2 separate regions of the Mus musculus genome follow, and region 1 is linked to region 2. The links are chromatin contacts, called in public HiChIP or PLAC-seq maps. All regions are on one chromosome and are shown on one strand. Each heading gives the region's core, a stretch centred on a gene start, on an enhancer-like site or on the middle of the called end of the contact. The rest is flanking DNA. Distances are from core to core; before and after follow the strand shown.

What was found. HiChIP or PLAC-seq counts read pairs in DNA pulled down with a chosen protein or histone mark.
Region 1: a contact with region 2 is called in a FOXA1 HiChIP or PLAC-seq map of pancreatic cancer cells. The contact joins two enhancer-like sites. A contact is called at or near these places in 2 of 484 Hi-C or Micro-C datasets (large pre-B cells and nephron progenitors) and 2 of 115 datasets of contacts at active chromatin or transcription factors (double positive thymocytes and pancreatic cancer cells).

Annotation. Positions count from the first base shown.
Region 1 is chr13:28,851,976-28,858,882 of GRCm38.p6, reverse strand. The region is part of intron 2 of 2610307P16Rik (RIKEN cDNA 2610307P16 gene); the gene reads left to right. Among named protein-coding and RNA genes, the nearest start is that of 2610307P16Rik, 30 kb to the left of the region's middle. Within about 2 kb of position 4,207, at least 37 of the 459 cell types and tissues checked have an H3K27ac peak or open chromatin away from gene starts, as enhancers often do. A contact at or near this core is called in pancreatic cancer cells, where this site is marked.
Region 2 is chr13:28,629,718-28,636,825 of GRCm38.p6, reverse strand. All of the region lies in intron 5 of 2610307P16Rik (RIKEN cDNA 2610307P16 gene), which reads left to right. Among named protein-coding and RNA genes, the nearest start is that of Mir6368, 78 kb to the left of the region's middle. Within about 2 kb of position 3,160, at least 39 of the 459 cell types and tissues checked have an H3K27ac peak or open chromatin away from gene starts, as enhancers often do. A contact at or near this core is called in pancreatic cancer cells, where this site is marked.

The DNA.
Region 1 (6,907 bases), core at 2,958-5,457, 220 kb before region 2:
GCTCTCTTCTGGGTCTCCTTGTGTAGCACATGGCTGGCCTCTGCCTCCCTATTCCTTTCTTTTATAGGAAATGATATCCAAATTCTATTTTCTCACAAATTTGCTATTTTGGATTATGGTTCACTCTTATGATCCCATTTTAGCTTAATTACCCCCTCAACAAGTTTCCTAATTGAATCACAGTCTAAGGTACTGAAAGCTAAACTTGAGCATATGAATTCCTCATTTTTATTTTTTGTAGTGTTGGGATTGAACCTGGGACCTCTTGCATGCTAAGTACTCTATTACTGAGCCCCGTTCTTTTTCTGGCGCCGGGATTTGATGGGACATAGATCAGGTAGTACCATTGTTCAATACTAACTCAATCTCTTTCCTCTTTTCTCTTTTCTTCTAGCTGTCCTTTTAAAAGCATCCAGTAAAGCAAAAGTTCTAAGGGTCTTGTATTTTAACTGATTGACTAACTCACTAACTTGTGTTTGGGGTGTGTGTGTGTGAGTGTGTGTGTGTGTGTGTGTGTGTGTGTGTGTGTGTGTGTGTGAGAGAGAGAGAGAGAGAGAGAGAGCACACGCACATGTGCATGCATGTTCGAGCCAATATGTGTGGATGCAGATATGGGCACATGTGCGCCAGAGTGCATGTGAAGCAATCAGTGGACAACCTTGCATGTTGATCCTTGCCTGGATTCAGACAGTGTCTCGCCACTGTGTCTGCCCAGCTAGCTGGTCCCTGAACTTCCTGTTTTCTTGTGTGACTGCAGGGATTGCAGATACACATGCTACTATGTCAGACCTTAATGTGGGTGCTGGATTGGAACTTATATTGTCAGGGTTGGTTGGTGAGTGTTTTGCTTGTCGAGCTATCGCTCTTAGCCCTTTTACTGTGTCAACATACCTGCCGAGATCGCAATTTAAACAAGAAAAGGAAGATAAGAGAGTATCATCTCTTGAATATATTTTTATAACCTCTTTACTAGGTATAAAATACATAAAGGGGAGTACACAGTTGTAAATTCATCTTCAGTGACTTATCACAAAATGAACTCTTAAGATGGAGAGCGTGGATTCCCACTTTGTGCCCACTGAATTATAATCCCTTCATTGGGCAGATGCTGCAGGGAGTTTCATGCTATTTAGTTACATCCATGGAAAGGCCCACTGTCCTCCATTGTGTTGGGACCATACTCAGCATTCTGTTTGTGAGGCTCAGATTTGTGGCAGTAGCACCTCTTTGCTGTGTGACACTCGCTTTCTTGAACATGACACACTGCCTTCTTCTATTCTTGGAGGGCATTTGGATTGTCTCTAGCTGTTGTTAGGAATACTATTGCTGGGAACATTCTTCTTTTGAATTTAAATAATATTTATTTGGCAAAGATTGTGTACTTTCAGGGCACGTGGTGTGATGATTTGATGCACTCTCCAACATCGTTGTGGAATGTCTCTTACTGAACATATGTGTGCGTTCCTATTATGAGATGGAGTTGCTGGGACAGAGAGCATATATTAAACTTTAGTAGATGCTGCCAAATAGTTTTCCAAAAGTGCCTGTACCAATTTACACTTCCCCCAGTCTCTGTGGCAGTTCCATGTGTTACCACAGCTTTGCTCATACTTGATAGCGTTAATTTTTACGTTTTAGTCACTCTCTTGGATAAGTAGTGGAATCTCATTGTGTTTTCACGTAGACAGATGAATTTGAGTATCTATGCTTGGTTGCTTGTTTTACTGAGACAGGTTTCCTTCCACTCTACCTAAGACTGGCTTTAAACTTTAAGCCATCTTCCTGTCAATACTCCCCAGGTGCTTATGTGATGAGATTACAGGTGTGTGTGACCCTGTCTGGCACGTTTGCTTTAAAGTAACATCATAGATGACTGTTTAAGACAGTAACGTGCCTGTGAAGGTTTTCCTCATGTCACTGAGAAGTGTCCAAGGCTGAGCCATTCATCTGTGGTCAAACATCTGTTTTCGACATGGCTTACATAATGTTAAAGGCTTTTCAACCCCACACACCACACGTTCATTTATTCCTTGATCATTGAGTTGCTAGTTTTTGCTAGAGACTGAGATTAAAAAGTAGGGATACGAGTATGAATAAAACATATCCATTCTTGGGTCCCGTCTGGCTGTGCTGTTTCTAGATGTTGTGGAACTCTTTGGAGGTGGTATCTGGATGGAGGAAGTGGATTGTAACCCAGCCTTGCTTCCTACTAGGGCTTCCTGTTTCCTGATCTACAGATGTGTGAGCAAGTTGCTGGTGGCCATGGAGCCACCTGTTGCTCTACCCTCCGCCTTCCTGAAATGATAAATTGTGTTCCCTTAAACCCTGAACCAGGATGAATTCTTTTTCCTTTAAACTGCTGTTTGTGTGCAGGTGTACATCCATGTATGTGATGCATGTGGAGATGAGGGATCTATTCTTCTCTACCTTATGTATGGAGGCAGTGTCTCACACTGGAACCCGTAGCTCATTATTGGCTAGCAGAGCTAGCTAGCTTACTCTGGGGATCCCATTTCCCCCTCCTCTCACCAGCTGCTTGTGTTGCCTCTTGTCAGGTAATTGGTCACAGCACCAGGAAAATAACCAACGCATAACTTAAGTGCCCTAGAAAAACAGATTGGAGAACTGTTTTACTCAATTTATTCCTGGTTTTGTAGTTACATTTATGCAAGACGAATACTCAGGTTGATGGATTGACCGGTTCTACACAATAGCTTATGCTGCTGCTTCAGGTGATGGATGGAGACTCAGCAGTTGTATTTATTCTGAATCTCTCAATGAACCAGTGTGTGGTAAATGGTCTCTGTAGCCTCATGAAAGCACTGACCAGAGATACCGAACCCCATGAATTCTCAGGGCCCTTGAGTGAAATGGTATAATGTTTGCACAGACCCTAGACCAGTGGTTCTTAACATTTCTTTTCTTTTTCTAAAGACTTATTTATTTTATGTATGTGAGTACCCTTTTACTCTCTTCAGAGACACTAGAAGAGGGAGTTGGATCCTGTTATATATAGATGGTTGTGAGCCATCATGTGGTTGCTGGGAATTGAACTCAGGACCTCTGGAAGAGCAGCAGTCAGTGCTCTTAACTGTTGAGCCATCCCTCCAGCCCCTGGTTCTTAACTTTTCTAATGCTGTGACCCTTTAATACAGTTCCTCATGTTGTGGTAACCATGAAATTAATTTGTTTCTCTCTCATAACTGTAATTCTGCTACTCTTATGAATCATAATGTAAGTAGCTGTGGTGTAGGATATCTTATATGTGGTCTCCAAAGGGGTCACAACCCACAGGTTAAGAATCTCTGCCCCAGAAAATTATCTCCTATGCTTTCAATCATTTCTCTATAACTTACCATGTACAACACAGTATAAAACTATTAGCTAAGCAATAGCATCACTGTAGCATTTAGAGATGGATGGTAAGAAAAGAGTCAGTACACGTTTCATAGCCCCATGTTTTTCTGAACTATTTTTAACTCCCGGTTGGTTGGATCCAAGACCAAGAACCTGAGGTAACTGTGAATCTGTCGTTGCCTTCCCTTTGTCTCAGTTCCTTAATTGTGAGTATAAATTCATGGTCTGAGGCTTGTCAGTGGTAGCTTCATCAAGCATTGAGGCACATAACTCTATCATTTAAGCTATAGTCAGTTCAAGGTTATCCTGGTCTACATAGTCAGTTTCAGGACAGCCAGGGCTATGTGGGGAAACCCTATCTCAAAAAAAAAAAAAAAAAAAAAAAGCAAAAAGCAAACCAGCCAAACCAACCCCTCTGCAAAACAAAAACAAAGAAATAAAAACATTAAACAAACAAACAAACTTGTCTTGAGTTGAAATGACTGTCTTCTTTTCCAGTCCCTGAGCTGCGCATAAGCTAAATAGGTATTCTATCATGGGGATTAGCCCCCCCCCAGCTCTCTTTTTATATTTTTTATTATGGATGAAGTATTCATTTGCTCAGGCTGGTCTCTGTAGCTCATGTATATTTGGCATCTTTTTACCTCAGCCTCTATAGTAGCTGAAATGACAGGCTGCATCACCTGGTCTGGCTGAAGTGATTGTCTTTAAAAAGTGCTGTTTCCTTTGCTCTGTGGTGGGGCCCAGCTTCGTCAAAAAAAGACCTTCTTCCACTGCTTCTCACCAAGCAGAGCATTGTGCTGTATCTAACTCAGATGTGCCTGCCAGCACAGGCTCAGGGTCACTCTTTGCCTTCCCTGGAGGACAGGCCTGTAAACAGTCTTGGCACTATCTGTTTGCGTTCCCACCTGCTAGATTAGATTATCATTAGTTCAAAATCCCCAGTATCTAGCATGTTGCTGGACACGTCTACCGTCTACCGTTCTGGTCTGGTCGGTAAATACCCCTTGGGAGAAAGGGAGTAAACAAACAGCGTCAGCAACAAAATACAGAGGTACCCATTCACTCTTTGTTTCAGTGTGTAATTGCACACCAGGAAGCTGTGATGTGCCTGGCACGGAGCTCAGATCTGGGTCTGAGTCATTGTGCCCAAACAGACCTGGCGACTAACTGTTCCAGCAAGCTAGCAGTTTGTGAGTGAGGGGGTTAAGAACCCAGCTGCCTTTACAGCTGTGTATAGTTACAGACTGGGGTGAGTGCTCAGAAGCACGGGAGCATGAGACATGTAGGGGTGACCCCCGTTTGGGGGACTGAGAAAGCCTCCCAAAGAGAGCAGATTGTAAAATGGGGTTGGAAGGATCAATAGGAACTAAGGGGAATGTGAGAAAGATAGGATCTGAAAGTCCTCTGTGGTAGGAGAGAACAGGGTCTTCCTGACCCCTGAGATTTCCAGAATGGTTTATCTGGAAGACAGGCCACAGTCCTGTGATTCTTGCAGCTATTTTGGTTTTTCAAGTGCTATGACAGGACTCTGGGCCACGCTAAACATGCACTCAACCACAGAGCTGCTTCCGCATCCCAGAGTCCTGTCTTCCATGATTTCCAAGTCTTCAATGATGGCGTGCCTTGCCTTAGAAGCCACAGTTCATCTTCTAGAGGCTGCCTGGACAGCAAGAAGAACCTGAGGGTCAGGTTTACCCTCTGTAAGGAGCTCGACTATTAGGTTGGAAAACGCAAACAAAGTGAAACAAACCATACTTATCCTCGTTGCTCCGTGTAACTTGGTTGTTCGAACAACCCAAAAGTGCAGGAGAAACTTCTCTACAGAAGCTATTCCAGCAGGTGTGCGTTGGCATAGAGCCATAGAGCATTTTTGCAATCCTTAATGAACAGTGCAGTACTAGTAGAGTTATGCTTTCAAAAGGAGAGCTTACCATAAAAAGGTTCATGGCATTGCACTATACCAGAACTTGGTAAACAGAGCAAGCAAACGAACAGGCAAGCAAGCAAGCAAGCAAACGAACAGGCAAGCAAGCAAGCAAGCAAGCAAGCAAGCAAGCAAGCAAGCAAGCAAGCAAGCAAGCAAACGAACAGGCAAGCAAGCAAGCAAGCAAGCAAGCAAGCAAGCAAGCAAGCAAGCAAGCAAGCAAACGAACAGGCAAGCAAGCAAGCAAGCAAGCAAGCAAGCAAACGAACAGGCAAGCAAGCAAGCAAGCGAACAGGCAGGCAAGCAAGCAAGCAAGCGAACAGGCAGGCAAGCAAGCAAGCAAGCAAACCTGAACCATCTAAGCCTGAAAGCCTGGCAAGCATATTCAGGAGAGGTGACACAGAAAAAATGCTTTCCACATCACAGAGATGCTTCCAGAAAAATCCACACCCTGTAAAACTGAACACAAGCAAGTCAGACTGGTGCAGAAAAAAATATTTAAGGAGGGAAAGGAAGAGAGGAGAGCCTATATCAAGAATGTATGCCGTTTTTGAGTTCCAATTTGGGCACATTAAAAGCAAAAATTTATGATACAGTCTGGACAATAGGAACAGCTATGGGTATTTGATAGTGTTAGGGGTCATTATGTGTGACATTATTTTGATAATGTCTAAACAGGAGCCATGATGACAGAGTTTTCCTTTGGCTCATAGAGGAATCTGCTAAAATTTATGCATGGTTGAAGCGATGTCTGGGGTGTGTTCCCGAGGTGGTCAATGTGGAGGCTAATGGATAATAGGAATTTATTTGCTTTCCTTTCTAATGATCATTATCACTTTCCCATTTTAAAGAATTCTGTGGGGCCGGGGTTGGTAAAGTGCTTGCCTGGAAAACTTGAGGACCTGAGTTCAGATCCTTTGTACCCAAGAATAAAGCTGGGCAGGTAGCAGGAATTGTAACCCCAGCTCTGGGGAAGTGGAGACAGGCAGATCCCTGAAGATCACTGGCTATCACGACTAGGCAGATAACACACACACACATGCACATGCACACACACACATGGACACACACAGACACACACACACACACACACACATACGGACACACGAGTATAAATACAGAACACACATATGAATTTTAGGGACAAAAAAAAAGAGCATATTGGGTCTGACTTATAGCCCTCATCCCCCTAAATCCTTTGTATTACTGGATCACAACTTAGTGTGTTAGAGTGTTGCATGTTTCATTTGTGTCTCTGAGGTTGTAGCTCAGGTGTAAAGCGTTTGCTGGTAGGTACGGGGCCCTAGATTCAAGCCCCAGAAGAAACATTTTGACATAGCCTTTTAATGCTGATTACAGTGATGATTTTTTTTAAAAGAAAAAAAATTAACACGTGAAAGTTGAAAAATCTGGATATACAGGAGAAAGGCAATAAAGATAGTTAATGTTAGCAATAACCCCTTCACCCTGGAGAAAGTTGTGGCTGGTGTTTTGGGTTATTCATCTCAGCAGGGATATACACATAGTGAAAATTGTAATCATAAATTAATGAGTTCTCTTCTTGTCAGTCCACTGTGGTCATTTCCCCAGGGCACTGAGAATTCTTTTCGAAGCAAAATTTAG
Region 2 (7,108 bases), core at 1,911-4,410:
CCCTTCATTTTTTCCTGTCTGTCTTTCTTCCCCCTCTCCCTGTCTTCTGTAACTCATCCTCTTTAACAACTAAACAATGTACTGTTGCAGAGTATACTGTGTGTACAATTCCCCACTGGTAAGTTTTGCATCTGGAAACAGTGTTAAAATTTAATTTAGTCTACAAATTAAATGCAGTGTATACCACTGCAATGTATGTATAGATTTATATTATGGTTTAAGGAAGCATTCTCCAAATAAGCCTCCCTCTCAGTCAGAAGGTAAACTTCAAATGATAGGTATGTTGAATCACATACCAATAGAGGGACTCTTCGTGAGCTTGCCATCCAACCATGACCAATTAATGGCTCAATGAGTCTCATGTACACCGTACACGCTCCCCTTCTGCAAATGGGATGTTTACAAGCCAGTCGCAGCTATTATGGCATTCATCCTGAAATATTTCATGGCTCAGCTTAAGAATATAAGGTCTGCTTTTAGAAACTCAAAAATACCATTGTGTTTTTAACAATTAGCAGCAATTGCTTAATTGTAGCATAGACACACAGTTCTCAAATGTCTGACTCAGTAAACAATTTTCTTTACATCTTTGTTGTTTTAATACAGATGCAACTAACACCTCCTTGCAGCTACTTAATATGTCTTTTAGACTTTGATTAATCTGTGGGCCCGCCTTTCTCCACATTCATCTTTCAGTTCTTCTGTTGAAGAAAGCGTGTGATGAATTTTCCTTTTTTAAAAATTTTATTTAAGGTTTGCTAATGACATCTTGTTATTTTACTCATTTTTTTGTCCTGTAAACTGGCAGCTGGCTGTCAAGCTGCGCTGTCCAGTCAGATGCCCACTAGCCCTGTGGAACTCCTGTAAACTAAACACAAACCAAGATGCAAATTGAGTTCCTTAGTGGCCCTGGGAGCATTTGGGCAGCTGAACATGTGGCAGTGGGGACCCTTTGGATGACATCATTGTAGAGGCTTGATCTGGAGGCTGGCTGGGACCTCTGGTTTCTTTCTCTCTTCTTCCCATAGCAAGAGCAATGTAATGGCAACATTGCAGTCTTTTGTCTGTGAGAGGTCCAGTATACAGATGATCACAAATGGCTACAGAGTCTTTGCTGAGTTCTGGTCCAGGTCTTTCCCTGGTGAGAACCTCCCTGCAACCTAAGCCAGTGTTCCCACAAAGGGAGTCAGAGAGGGGGTTGGGAGGGGAGCAAATAACAGTCTCCTGTAATCAGCATTTTATTACCATCCTCAGGAAGTAGGAATAGGAAAAAAAAAGTGGGTTGGAGCAAGGAAAGTTAATTATGTGAGGTTGTTTGACAGGAAATTACTAAATACAAACAGACAGAAGAAGCACATTTGAAAGCAGGGTAGGAAATCTCAAGTCACTCCACTGGGTGCATTCAGACCCCAAAGCAAGTTCTGAAAATAGTAGATTAAACAAAAGCTATCTTATCTGGTAAAAGCATTTCAAAGGCAAAGGGGAATTTATGTATCGGGCAGCTCGTCTTAAAATAAACCGATTTTGTTGATAGTACTGCAAATTTAATTGTGGGAAATCCCCTTTAGATGTCTAAATTTACTTTGTAAATGTTTTGAATTTATTTTGAGTTTGACATTTCAGCTCTGTGAAGGAAGGTGTGTGTGTGTGTGTCTGTGTGTATCTGTGTGTCTGTCTATTTATCTGTGTCTCTCTGTATGCATTGCATCTCTGTGTTTGTGTGTCTGTTCTTGAATGTCTGTCTGTCTCTGTGTGTATGTCTAGATGTAGTTTCTGTGCCTGTCTGTGTATATGTCTATATGTTTATAGGTATGTTTATATACTTATATGTATGTCTGTATGTATATCTGTGTGTATATGTGTGTGTTAGTGGGTGTGTCTCTGTGGGTGTGTGTATATATATATATATATATATATATATATATATATATATATATATATGTATGTGTGTGTGTGTATGAGTTTGTGTGCTCATTTCACCCTGTAAAGTCATGCATATCTGAATTAAATGAAAAGTATTTATATTTACGTTCCTTTGCAACATTTTTGTGAGCTTACTCTTTTTTTTTTTTTTTTTCCCTTTTGGTTTTTCCAGACAAGGTTTCTCTGTGTAGCCCTGGCTGTCCTGGAACTCACTCTGTAGACCAGATTGGCCTTGAACTCAGAAATCCGCCTGCCTCTCCCTCCCAAGTGCTGGAATTAAAGGCATGTGCCACCACTGCCTGGCTGTGAGCTTACTCTTAATAATAATTCCAAGGACACTGTATCAGCCAACCACAAAGAACCAAGAAAGTGTTATCTAAACTATTTACTTCCAAACTTTATATATTTGAAATATTTTACTTTTTCTGTAATTATTAGCCTCATTTTATCTAGATGGCTGTGAAGTAAATGGACAACATTTTGATCATTGTTGCAGGTAAACAGTGTTTTCATTTAAAGGACTGAGTAACTGGGACCTGGAGCCTTCTAGCCTGATTTACATCTGGCCTTCTAAGGGTCAGCTTCTGGAATCTCAGATGGGAGGAAGAGAGAGGCCTGCTGAATAAGCTGACCCTTTTAATGAAGGTTGTCATTTTTGAAAAACTAAAATTCTATATGCACGGACACGCACATATGGACATAATTATCTATGGTGTTTCTAAGCAAAAGATGAAGACAGCTTATTTTCTGAATCTTTATAGTGGGATTCTTTCAAGGCATTTTTTTTTTAAATAGTTGAAATGAGTTATATCGTAGAAACTGGACGGCTGGAAAATTGCACAGTCTGTGGGTAAAGTTACACATTCCATGCTAGTTCAAAGAGACAGCAGTATTTTGAAAACATCAATGGAGCTCAAAGTCTGCATTCCTTTTGAGGGGCCAGCACCTGTGGGAGGAAGGCAGGCTGTTCCCATTTGACCTTCAGCTGGGTAGCAGGGAGAGGTACTTCAGAGGTTGTAATGGTTCTATGTGCCAGTGTCTCCTGAATGCACCTGCCCTGCCCCTGTGGTCAGAGGGGGAAAACAAGGCGACAGGCAGAAATAGTCGAGGCATTCTTCCCACCCCCTTTGCTGCTGAGAGCTTGCATTGCAGACTGCGGAATCCCAAGGTGATAGATGGTGGGTGGAGGAGATGTGAAAGTAACCACACAGCCCGCTGAGCAATCACACTGCCATTTCCCAGGTCCTGGGAAAGCCCAGGCAGAGATATTAGCACACTTAGCCCGAGTCCTCTGTGAGTAGTCTTCAAGAATAAAGACTTCATTGATGTTACAGATGGGTTCTCATCATGCATGAATAATTCCTGAGCGTGGAATTAGCTGCCTGGAGTGGTAATTCCCCTCCTTTAGACCACTCCTATTACTCCAGCAGTTGCTTGTAGTTCCTGAAGAACTAAATATGCAATTCAGTGGCTCTGCATGGAATATTCCTTCTGAATAAGGTGTGAGTTAGCTCACAAAGTTGTCTGTGATTCATTGATTGTGCATTCTTTTGTTCCACAATCACTTCCGGGTTGTCTGTGATAAGGCAGGACATGAGGTCAAGGTTGGAAATGAGTCGCTGGTCCTCATACATGCTCAAACGTACATTCATAGACTCATACACAGACACACAAACACTGGATGTGATGTTGAGGCTGGAAATGCATTTTTGACCCTCCCCATGGACCTAGTGGCTTATAGTCATGGTGCCTTATAATCCCCCATACCCTAGTTTTGTGACAGCTGACAGGTTTTTTTGTTTTGTGTTTTCCCTTTGGTGGTAAAATGGTTCTGGGTATTTATTTATCTATATCTATCTATTTGGTTTTGCCAGACAGGGTTTCTCTTTGTAGCACTGGCTGTCTTGGAACTTCCTCTTTAGACCAGGGGGTCTCAGGCTAAGAGATCTGCCTGCCTCTGCTTCCTGAGTGCCAAGTGGTTTTACTTATTTATTCTTAACATTTATTTTTATAATGTGTGTGTGAGAGAAGAGGGAGGGAGAGAGAGAGAGGGAGATGGATGTGCAGATACCAGTGGAAACCAGAAGAGGGTGTTGGAGCTTCTGGCACTTGCCTGTTTGTATCCTTTATAGGTGCTGGGAACTGAACTGAGGTTCTCTGTGAGACCAGCAAATGCTCTCGTTCTTCTCTCCAGCTCTGGTTAAATATTTCTATTTCTGTGACCCAAGTTTGTGCTCCTGTGAGTTCTGGAGTATGGCTGGAGCAGTCAAAGAGCTTAGCTGTTTATGGGAAAGTTAGAATCAGTGCTTTGATTCCCCGTGGGGCTGCTTTTCCTCAGTTTCTACCACTGTGTATCTTCACCCTCTTCCTGCCTCTCATAAGCATGCAGTTTCCTGAGACTTGGGAAAGCATGGATTTCCACAGATGTTGGAAAATCTTCAAACTGTGCCGAGCTATGGTCTTCAACACAGAGGAGCATTGTTCTCCGTGCTCCTTTGCTAACCCCAGCCCTGAGGCAGCTATGGTGATTTTCCCTTGGCTTTCTGAACTTCAGAACTGTGGTTCAGATCTGTATGACTTAAGATGAGTCCTCCACATTCAGTTTTCCTGGTAATGCCAATGGACTCAGCCACTGTGTCTGGTGTCTGTTTTTGTAAACAAGCATCCCATTAGAACATGGACAGGTTTCTCTATGTCTTTAGCTATCTATGGGCTGTAGGATGCAGCTAACTCATCAGGGCACAGTCTGGCTCACAGAGTCCCAAATACTTGCTACCTAGTTCACCTTCATAGAAACATATAAACGTAATAGCCTCTCTCTCTCTCTCTCTCTCTCTCTCTCTCTCTCTGTCTCTTCTTTCTTTCTCTCTTCACAGAAACATAAACTTAAAAATCTTCCACTCTCTCTTTGTGTGTGTGTGTCTCTGGATGTATACTTTGAATTTTTAAAAGATATATATATATATATATATATATATATATATGAATACACTATAGCTATCTTCATACACACCAGAAAAGGGCATCAAATCCCAGTACAGATGGTTGTGAGCCACCATGAGGTTGCTGAGAATTGAACTCACAACCTCTGGAAGAACAGTGAGTGCACTTAACCAATGAGCCATCTTTCCAGCCATCATCATCATCATCTTCTTCTTCTTCTTCTTCTTCTTCTTCTTCTTCTTCTTCTTCTTCTTCTTCTTCTCCTCCTCCTCCTCCTCCTCCTCCTCCTCCTCCTCCTCCTCTTCCTCCTCCTTCTTTTTTTTTCAAAGACAGGGTTTCACTGTAAAACCCAGGCTAGCCATGAACTCATGAAGTCCTCCTGCCTCATTCTACCAGTAATGGAATTACAGCAGTGTGCCCTACTCTAGATTTTAAGATATGTTATAATATAATGCATGAACTTTCTTTTAGAAACTAATAGTTTAGCCCCTTGCCCCTTAGTGTTAGTCTATGGTGTGTGTCTTTGTGTGTGTGTATATATCAAAGGTTGATAGTGAATGTCTTCTTCAATTGCTTCGTATCTTACATTTTGAGATAGAGTCTCGCATAGGACCTGGAACTCAATGATTCCCCTAGGCTGGCTGGCCAGCAGGTTCCATGGAGTCTCTGGTCCCTACTTCTGCAGTCCTGCGATTAGAATACCCATAGTGCCTGGCTTTTCTTCCCACTGTGGTTGCTGGAGCTCAAACTCAGCTTCTCGTTCTTATATAGCAATGCACTTGACCAGCTGAGCTCTCTCTCCTGCCTCTTGTCTGAGGAAGGGGAATTGTCAGTGTACAATGTTCCTGATACCTGCCCTGTACAGAACAGGGTGTGGCAGTCTGACTCCCAGCCCTTTGCTGGAGTTCATGTCTGCTGGGTGGGTGCACAGTCGAGCACCCCACATTGCTAATGAGGCATTGTTTTGTCTTACTGGGTGCCTGGTCCTATGGAACATGAGCTCTGGTCAGGGTGAAGTTGAAGGTTCCATCTGTGGAACACGAGCCCAACGAGGCATCTGTCCAGTGGCTCTTTGATTTAGGACTTGCCTCCAGAAATGTAAGAAACCAATTTCATTGTTTGCAAAGTACCCAATCTAGGGAATCTAAGGGCTTTTTGTTTTTGTTTTTGTTTTTGTTTTTTTTAGCAGTAACAGACTCTACACTAGTGGTGTGTTTTTCCCTAGGTGGGGTGTTTGAAGCCTCTGAAGATGGTCTGTGGGTTATAGTCCAGCAAATGGTGACTGGTGGGTGGGCCCCAGCCAACACGGTCTGACCTCCCCCAGTCCAGGGTGCTCTCCTAAGCTCTGGATTGTTGGCCAGTGGAAACACCAGGCAGGTAGGCAGCTTCCCCTGAAGGTCAGGCCAGTGCAGGGTTTGTCCCTCCCAGAGCAGTTGTTCACCATCCCCCATCCCCCCTTCTCAGGCTTTCTTGTTTCCTGGCCCTGCCTTCCTTTCCTTGGTGGTGTCTACCCCTTCCTGTGGCACTTCATAGCACCCTTTCTTTCTTCCCAAGGGATTTTATAGTTATTAGAGATAAAGACAGGAAGTCTGTAATGAAGTACCAACTCTCATGTGTGCCAGATTCTCTCTCCGCCTCCCTCTCCCTCCACCTACACCCCCCCCCCCCGACACAGAGACAGACAGACAGACAGACAGACAGACAGACAGACATGCATTAAAGGGCAGCCTCAGAACTGTGCTGATGAGGGCTCTTTTCCCAGGCCGCCCACATCCTGCCCCACTGCAGTAGATAGACAAAGTGGGGCTCAGCACACTGTTCAGGGACACTGCTTTTGCTCAGGAATCCAGGACTCTGCCTGGCTGTATGGGAATGTTAGCTCACATCTGTTCATAAACAGCTCCAGGAGGCCTGGGTTAAATTACTACAGACCACTGCCAGCCCTTCCCCAGTAATCCTCTAAAGATGGCAGGTAAAGATAGACTGAGGAGGGGCAGGGCCTTGTCTAACAGCCCTGTATCAAATAGCCAGAGAGCTGGAGAGTCGGGTTGCTCCAGGAATACCCTAATCTTGATTGTATTGTTTTTCCTGTCCCAGAAGGGAGGGTTTACTCTGGGAGGTGGGAGGAGTGTCAGGGCTGGGGTTGCTGGCACCCTGTAAGGAAAACCCACAGACAGCTTGTTCCATTTGGAAGTCTCAGCAGAAATGGCCAGTGGACAGGCATGTCCCTGTTCCTAATCCT